3 separate regions of the Danio rerio genome follow, and all the other regions are linked to region 1. Evidence: chromatin contacts called from public HiCAR-type and HiChIP or PLAC-seq data. All regions are on one chromosome and are shown on one strand. The core of a region is the stretch at or near the end of the contact, and the rest is flanking DNA. Distances in the headings are between cores, read along the strand shown.

Region 1 (2,743 bases), core at 140-2,639:
TTCAGGATACAATGGTTGACTCATTGAGTGCACAGTCAGGATGGTTCGGTAGTCCTTGGCAGTGATGCACCCATCCATCACAAGTGTTGGGCCATGATATTGCAGCCCAAACTATCACTCATCCACCCTCACGCTTCACTCTGGGCATGCAACAGTCTGAATGTTACGCTTCTTTGGGGCTTCTCCTCACCATGACTCCCCCGTGTATATTGACCCTGTAGAGCTCCCAATGAACAGTTTTGATGGAAACAGGAGAGTTGAGGTGCACATTTAATTCTGCAGTGGGTTGGACAGCTGTGGTTTTATGTTTTTTGGATATTATCCGGGTTAGCACGAAGACAACCAGTCTCCTCTTGTGTTCAAAGTTACTCCTGTTGGATGTGGTTCATTCTTCTTCATGCTGACATTACTCTAGATACTGTGATACAACACAAAGAGTTGCTGTCTTGGTCACAGATACGTCAGCAAGACACGCACTGACAATTTGTTCTCTTTTGAACTCTGATAATGTTGTGTGAATTGCAATTGCAAAACTGTGCTATTACTCTGCTAATTAAACCTTCACACTCTTCTCTTACTGGTGGAATGTGCAATCAATGAATGCCTGTCAAATTTAGCCATGAAACCTTAAACACAAAATTGACCAGTTTCAATTTCATTGTCCAACCCTACACACAGTTTCTGTTAAATAAATTATTTGTCATTATTTCTTAAGGACACAAAAGACATCAGACTATAGAATTCTATTTGCCTTAAAGGGTCTTTGATAAAAGACACTAGAACAAAAAAAAAAAACTGTAATGGCACTCTTTCGCTGACATAGTGGATTTGCTGCAGTCAGGCAAATTGCCTTGGCAGTGCTGATGACAGCCTGTTGAAGAGTGAAGTGCTGAAAGGTGAATTAGGAGTGCTAATGAAGAACACACTCCTACTTGAGAAGGTAATTATCTTGGGTGTAATAGCTGAGGGAAGATTAAGTGTGATTCTAGCCCCAGAGGAGTATCACACAAGATTACACCTGAGATGTTTATGAAAGAAGAATGTCTTCTTCAAAACGTGCTGACAGCAGCTTGCCAGAAGTTGCCACCTACAGGTCTGAAGACAGTCCATGAAATGAACGCTATGAAAACTGCATGGATGCTAGTCTATTGCAGCTGGTAGTTCCAAACACTTACAGTAAATATATTTACTAAATAATGTAAAATAAATCAATATATAAGAAACTGTGTAGCAAACCCATTTCTAGTTGCATATTTGTAATAATAATTAGATATTTTATTACATTTTAATTATATATTATTATTATTATCATTATTATTATTATTATTATTATTATTTATCAAATTAAAATGATAGATGACTGATAAAGTAATCACTTGAGAGCAGGCAGAAGGATTAATGCTTCAGGTTAACGTACATGTGACATCAAGTAATCTCTTGATTAGCCTGTTAGCAGCTAGTAACAGCACAACTTCCTGCTGCTCACACCGGGCTAACATGACTCTGAATATGGGCTATTGAAAACAAAGACACAACCGCGGATTCTTCAATGAAGACCTTTATCTGATCAATAGTAAGTATAAATGTAGGATTAAGCGAACGTTTTAAACCGTTTCTGAAAAAAAAAACAACTAACGTTAACGTTAGACGTGCTTAGCATTTAGCTGTTATCAATTTTAGATACATCGCAGTGACAGCGATTTTCTTGTGATAAAGGCTATCGGGCAAGTTATTAGGTTATTGCTTTCATTTCAGTAAAATGTTTGGGAACGTTTATTTTTAGTAACGTTAGGTTAATACGTTGTGTGTTTTCGTATTTTGCCTAAAGGTTTAGTGTAACAGTGGGGAAGGTTTAGTGTTGGAGGTTTAGTGTTGGACAGTGTCTGGACGTCGGTTTATGTTATTGTATTACGTTACCTTATTTTTTGTTTTAAATAAGGCGAAATTTGTATTAATGTATGATGTTTTGTGTTTTTTTTCCATAATAAACTAACTTAACCGTTTAGCCAGTAACACTATAACCTTAATCAGTTAACGTTACGTTAATCAGAGCAAGACATACACCTAACCTTACCATTGATTTTTATGCTGTAAGTTAATTAGAAATAACTAACTTAGGAGGCTCTTTGTTCAAATGTACTTTTTAGTTAGTTTTCTAAAGGTATTATACAGTGTTATTTTAGTAATAGTAATAGGTTTTTATTTAATATTATTAATATTTTTTAATTAATACTACGAATTTGGTTACATTTTTATACTTTCACTGTTTTGTGGTTGTTTGTCGTAATTTTTCATTTTTATTTTAAATAAACAAATATATAAAATAAATTAGTAAATAAATCCATTAACCCCTGCATAAATAAAACAATAAATAAATAAATACACAAATAAACAAAATAAATTATTAAATAAATCCATTAATCCCTGCATAAATAGAACAATAAATAAATAAATATGCAAATAAATCAGTAAATAAATCCATTAATCCCTGCATAAATAAAACTATAAATAAATAAAAACAAAAATAAATGAGTATATAAATTCATAAACCCCTGCATAAATAAAACAAATAAATAAACAAATGTGCAGATAAATAAACAAAGAAATATAAAAACCCTTGCATGAATAAATACATTTAATTAATAGACAGCTTCCCGTTAGCATGTTGAGCTGAGGAAAAGTAAATGCGTAATTACGTTCAAAAATGAATAAATATTTGAAATAGGGCAGAAAAATAAATTTT
Region 2 (2,743 bases), core at 68-2,567, 510 kb before region 1:
ACACCAGAGGGCGGTATAGGTGCATGGGCTGCCATGTCTAATGAATAAGCCACTTTAGCCGTTTTTTTCAGTCGCTTATAGGCTAAATGTGTGAAGTCGGGGCAGCGCTATTTAGTGGATTTTCTGTCTAGCAGTGCGCAAACAACTCATTAAAGCAAAGTTGAACTCTGCCCAATGCCATTATAAGTCTTTTATTTACTCCTAGACTATATTTAAATTAGAATATAAAATGTATATATAAGTACCTAATAATACATCTAAAATGCAACAAATACAGTGACCGCTTTTTAAACTTTTTTTTTCCTGAGACTTTAGTAAACATTGTTTCTAATGTTGTCGCTTAATTTGGGTTTTTGTGAAGGAGAGATCTGGCAACACTAGTGCAGTTTTACTATCAGCGTCTCAGCCTGAGCGAGCAAAAGATATTTGTCAAACCAGCGATTAATGTTCAATAAACATCACATCTCATACCTGAAACATGATTTAACTAAACGAGAATCGCTAAATCCACCTGCAAATGCTAAAGACGGACGATCGCTTGTTTGGTCAACAACTCTGTAGAAAAAAAAGTTCAGCTTGCTCACTCAGTGACATCCAATAACAATAAAGTCTTAAAACCAACTTGTGAAATGATTTATGAAACGCCACAGGACAGGCTGTTCAACTAGAGCTGATGTCTCGTGCAAAACCAAACCAACAGGTGTAATAGCACCAACTCTTAAAGAGATAGTTCACTAAATCAATTTATTGTTTTATTTAGTGGCTCACTGCTTTAGTTATCATCTGCACATTCCGAAAAATCTCTTTGGTTTAGATATAAGAGAACAATGTAATGGAAACAATAGATTCAAACAGAGATAAGACGCAGACAGATTGTGTTGACTATTTTGACTGAATATTCCGTCAGTTGAAGCGCAAAACGAACAAGCCACTATTGAAAACCTTTTCAAACGTGACATGACGATTGCATGGATCTGTTTAGTCAATTACAACATAATCAATTGAACACTTACCCAAATGGCCCTTGAAGCTGCGGACAGTGTTTCCGTCTTTGAGAGGGAATCCCGCGCTGGTGTATTTGGCGTAGAGCATCTGCATGTGCTCTGACAGCGTGTCCTGCTCGCTCTTCTTCACATGCTGCTTCTCTGGCTCTTCTGCTTTTTGTCCAAGTTGCACATCTTTAGAGAACCCCATGACAGGCGTTTTAAGCACAGCACAGTATCCACAGCACAGATAACCGCATCCCAACAGGAGGACAAACAGCCGCTGACAGCGATCCATGCTGGAGGTGCGGGACTATGGAAGCTGATCTAGGTGTAGTGTATCAGTGCTGCTGAATACCTAAACAAACTCTTGTCTCTTGAGAAGGAGAGCATCACATGGGCCCCCGAAATAAGGCAAAAAGGGTGAGAAAATGAAAAAAAGAAAGTTAAACGAGATGTCACTTTGGTGTAGGCTACTCAACATAATAGTCCATATGCACGTTTCCAAAGATCGACGTTCATGCAGCAGAATTCAGTCCTTGTGTAAAATGATGTCCGTGTGGGTTTGATCTGCTGTAGTCTTAATGGTCAGGCTTGATCCTCGGTTTTGTATCTGAGCGATGCTGTCCTCAGCCAATCGCGCCTCTTGTCTGCGTTCATTGAAGGTAAAGCGTGTCGCGCTAGTAATATATAAGGCTTATGGGCGCATTCGGACACTATTGGGAAGTCCGACTAATTCTGCGAATCGGTTCTTTTGAACGGTTCTTTTCAAAGAACCGGTTCAATAAAGGGACTGATGTAGGTCACGTGCACTCTCGAGTACTCCGTAAAAGCTCTGCTCAAATTGTTGAAGTCAGAATAACATAAAATATAATCCATTTGTAAATTAAATACAATTTGCATTGACACTTTATTATACAATTATTTGGTTTAACCTGTTTTTTAACGTTTTAATAAAACAAATTTATTTAGGCTAGAAAACTAACCAGTTTGTAAACAACCTCTCAGAATTTTGTATTTATTAATGGGTATGGGATTTTCATTGTTTTTTTTTTATTTCATACATTATTTGCAGTTTGTTCACAATTTTACAGCTTCTCAATTAAGTCCAATACAGAAAAAAAAATCTTCCTGCATGTGCTTTAGACTCTAAAAGTGTCGGCTTATGAATCACCAAGGACCAGTGTCAGCCAAAAGTCCTTATTTTAATGCCCTTGAAAAAAAAAAGCCTAGATCTAGAATGGCATGTGGTTTTTCATGGTCTCACAGTTGAATGATCAGTTAAGCAGCCAGACTTGTCCAAAAGATTCACTTCAAAAGACTCGGTTAAATAATTGCTCATTAATTTTCATTCCGTCCAATTCAAGAACCATTGTAAACTATTTAAAAACAGAAAAAGGTTGTTTTGGATTGCAATATTATTTCACAATAGTTTTAATATGTGTATAACTTCGGTAGGAGACTTTAGCACTTGCTGAATCGCTCGTTTTCATTCCGCCCGATTCAAAACCGAAACACTTGTTTTGTGAACTTCATCAAGTGATTTATTGAAAAGATTTGATTCGCTCTCTATTACTACCAGCATGCTCTTCTTCACAAACAGAAGTATGAAGGTGTGACTTTGAGACAAAAAAAAAAAAAAAACTCAGCCGTAACGTAGGCCTAGTTACTGCACAGATGGCATTATTTATCGCGCAGGTTAGTGCATCAAAACATTTACGTCTTCATCGCACACTGCGCGCTGTGTACCCAGTCATGTG
Region 3 (2,743 bases), core at 132-2,631, 340 kb before region 1:
AAGTCACTGATTCCATGTCAGCTAACCTTTAGCTCTATTCTACAAGAAGGAACGTATGTCTCCTTATTACCATAATCCACCACATTTCTTCTGAGATTTTAATTAAGGCAGCACGCAGAGTTAATTATTTTTTCTTCTTTAACCCCCTAATTCAGATTTACAAATGAGATAAATCTCTCGTATAGTTTTACGCGTGAATTGCTGGTGTAACTTGTTCAACACAACAGTGTTTCTAGACAAAATCAAAACATAAGACAAATATTCCATACAGATATATTTAGTTTGTGAATAGTAATTGTCCACCTTATTAGTGTCTGTTTTTAAAATAGTTTTGTTGTAAATACTATAGTCTAGTGCAACATACAATTTCCACAGTCTCTTTTTGATGCGGTTTAAAAAATAAATAAATAAAATAAAATATTAAATGAGTGAAATATTATCAACTTGCAGTTGTGAAGATTGAGGTTATGCCGTGACCTCCAAAATGTATTAATAATCTTATTTATTTTAATTTATTTTTCAAGCAAATGTAATTCGTTTATATTTTTCAGCGGATCCAGATTTTTAATGCAATCCAGTTAATTTTTTTTAAATTCTGTATTTAGGCCTATTGCTCAAATAAAGTATAAGACACTAAAACAGACTGGATTAACATTTAGAAAAATAGCTATATTTCTGCAAAGTGTTTAAATAACAGTTAATTTATGATGATGAAGATGCTATTTCAAGCGGACACGTCCGACTCTCGAATGTATTATCAGGACACAAATGTTCAAAGTTCCCTTCATCAATAAAAAGCGTCAGTGTGAATTTTGCCCTTCTTTTCACGATCCTCTCCTTTTGTAGCTGTGAGGTCGCACTCTCACTCCTGCAAATCACACAAAGGATCCAATGAATATGCATTTCAACTAAATACTATAATAGAGCCACGAATATATGCGCATTTCTAAAATAGAGGAGGGAACCCATTGACCTCCTGTTTCAGGCTATAATTTATTGCGCTTTCTTTTAAATCTGCGGTCTGGTTGCTATTCTAACTTTACGACTTTATGATGTGTAACCAGTTTCTGTTTTCACGACTCTCGTCTACCATCTGCGGGCTTTCTAAACGCGGCTGCGAGGATGCTGTTTTGAGCGCTGCAGAGTCCCGTTTATTCTAGCCACCGGCTGCATTTATTGCAAATTTGTCATTACTCACCATGGTGTTAGGGTAAAATAATCCACAAGGTTCCGAAATGGCTGTCAGTATATCTTCAAATATGTGTTGAGCGCGTCCAGGGAAGTCCGTGCAGTCAGTACATTTCCCCGTCTGTTGAAAGTGACAGTGTTGCCGACCGTCTTATGATTCGCGAGCGCGGAGAGGCGTGCAGATGGGGCCGATACACTGACTGACTGGCACCCACATACACACTTTTTGTTTGCTGCACATAATCTGCCCAATGAGGCGTGACACGCTTCGTCTCCTCCCTTTAACTCTTCGGTCGCCGACAGTTAGTAGATGTAGAGTACATATGAAACAGTGTAATGTGTGCTCTGCAAAACAGATGCAAATTGGCCGGATATTTCATTATATTTTAAAGGAATATTCAAAATTATTTCAGCCTTTTTGCATTTTTATTTTTGAACTGGCTAACATTCATTGTGTTATGTTTATTTAGCTGTTGTAGAATGCATAATATAATATATTATTACATTTATGGTCAAAACTGTGGTTGCAAAAAAACAGTTGTTGCATTAAGGAGTGACATATTGATAACTATTTTATGGTAATTAGACTACTATACCAACCTATATCTGTTATGCTTTTGTACTGTTACATAGACTGATAATAACACAGGTTGCACAATGGAAGGTCACATGATATTGTGGCCAATAAAAACAATGCCCATATTGCCCACACAAACACACCACCAGGGCAACACGTGACGTGACGCTAAAATAAAGCAGAAACATTTACTAAATACATTATCTTTTTAAATGGAAATCAATACAAATAATGCTGCGTTCACTGAGTTTTGTGTCCCTTTTCTTATAAGACTTTCAAAGAAAATTTAGGCCTACTCTTTGTAACATTATTTTTTCTTTATTTTGTGCAGCAAAGTAAAACTGTAAATTGTATTTAAAGTAAAATTACATGTCAAAACACGAGAATGTAGCTTTGTCAACGAGTTAACTTACATAAACTTTCCAATTAAAGTTACTTAAGGTTATAGGGAAATAATTTTTACTTCTTGGTGGCTGCCTTGAAGACCTACTGATTTCATGCCATTAGCCAAATACACAACAGAAAGTTTCTTATTGCAGCTCTGAGTTGTTCTTAGTTGAGTGTCTTTGTCCAAAGGCTTTCCAATAATGAAGGACGGCTTCTGCCTTCACTTGGACTTTTCCGTGCACAGGCAACATGTCTCCACTTGCAACGTGATCCGGCTCTTAATTATGTCGTTGGAGACTATTATAATTATCATTTCTTTTTTCCCATTTTCCTCAGTGTTGCTTACAGACAACTAGCAAATTGCTCTATTGATAGTTATCTGCATCTGGGGCGCTCTTATTCCGCATCTCGTGAGCGCGGAGGTTTGTCGCGTGCACACCTGCTGTGTTGCGCCGGCTCGCGGAGAGAGAAGCGCTGCTGCTCACCCTTACCTCAGCACGACTGGATCTGATGTCTGTATTAACATCTGTGGGAGACAGCAGTGAGTATTGAGCCAGACCACTGCACACACCGCTGTTCCCTTCAGCGTAC

What was found. HiCAR-type assays count read pairs that join an accessible place to other places. HiChIP or PLAC-seq counts read pairs in DNA pulled down with a chosen protein or histone mark.
Region 2: a contact with region 1 is called in an H3K4me3 HiChIP or PLAC-seq map of embryo, with 5 times the contacts expected there. The contact joins the promoter of bmp3 here to the promoter of paqr3a in region 1. A contact is called at or near these places in 1 of 18 Hi-C or Micro-C datasets (hematopoietic stem cells) and 1 of 4 datasets of contacts at active chromatin or transcription factors (embryo).
Region 3: a contact with region 1 is called in a HiCAR-type map of caudal fin, with 6 times the contacts expected there. The contact joins the promoter of prdm8b here to the promoter of paqr3a in region 1. A contact is called at or near these places in 8 of 18 Hi-C or Micro-C datasets (caudal fin, embryo, fibroblasts and 1 more) and 3 of 4 datasets of contacts at active chromatin or transcription factors (caudal fin, embryo and pancreas).

What each region holds. Positions count from the first base shown.
Region 1 is chr5:40,074,653-40,077,395 of GRCz12tu, reverse strand. It overlaps paqr3a (progestin and adipoQ receptor family member IIIa), which reads left to right and starts at 1,389. Exons shown (of 7, transcript NM_200710.2): 1 at 1,389-1,573.
Region 2 is chr5:40,586,005-40,588,747 of GRCz12tu, reverse strand. bmp3 (bone morphogenetic protein 3) reads right to left here and starts at 1,317. Exons shown (of 3, transcript NM_001077765.1): 1 at 1,014-1,317. The coding sequence starts at 1,281.
Region 3 is chr5:40,412,189-40,414,931 of GRCz12tu, reverse strand. prdm8b (PR domain containing 8b) reads right to left here and starts at 1,381. Exons shown (of 4, transcript NM_001105105.1): 1 at 1,199-1,381. The coding sequence starts at 1,201.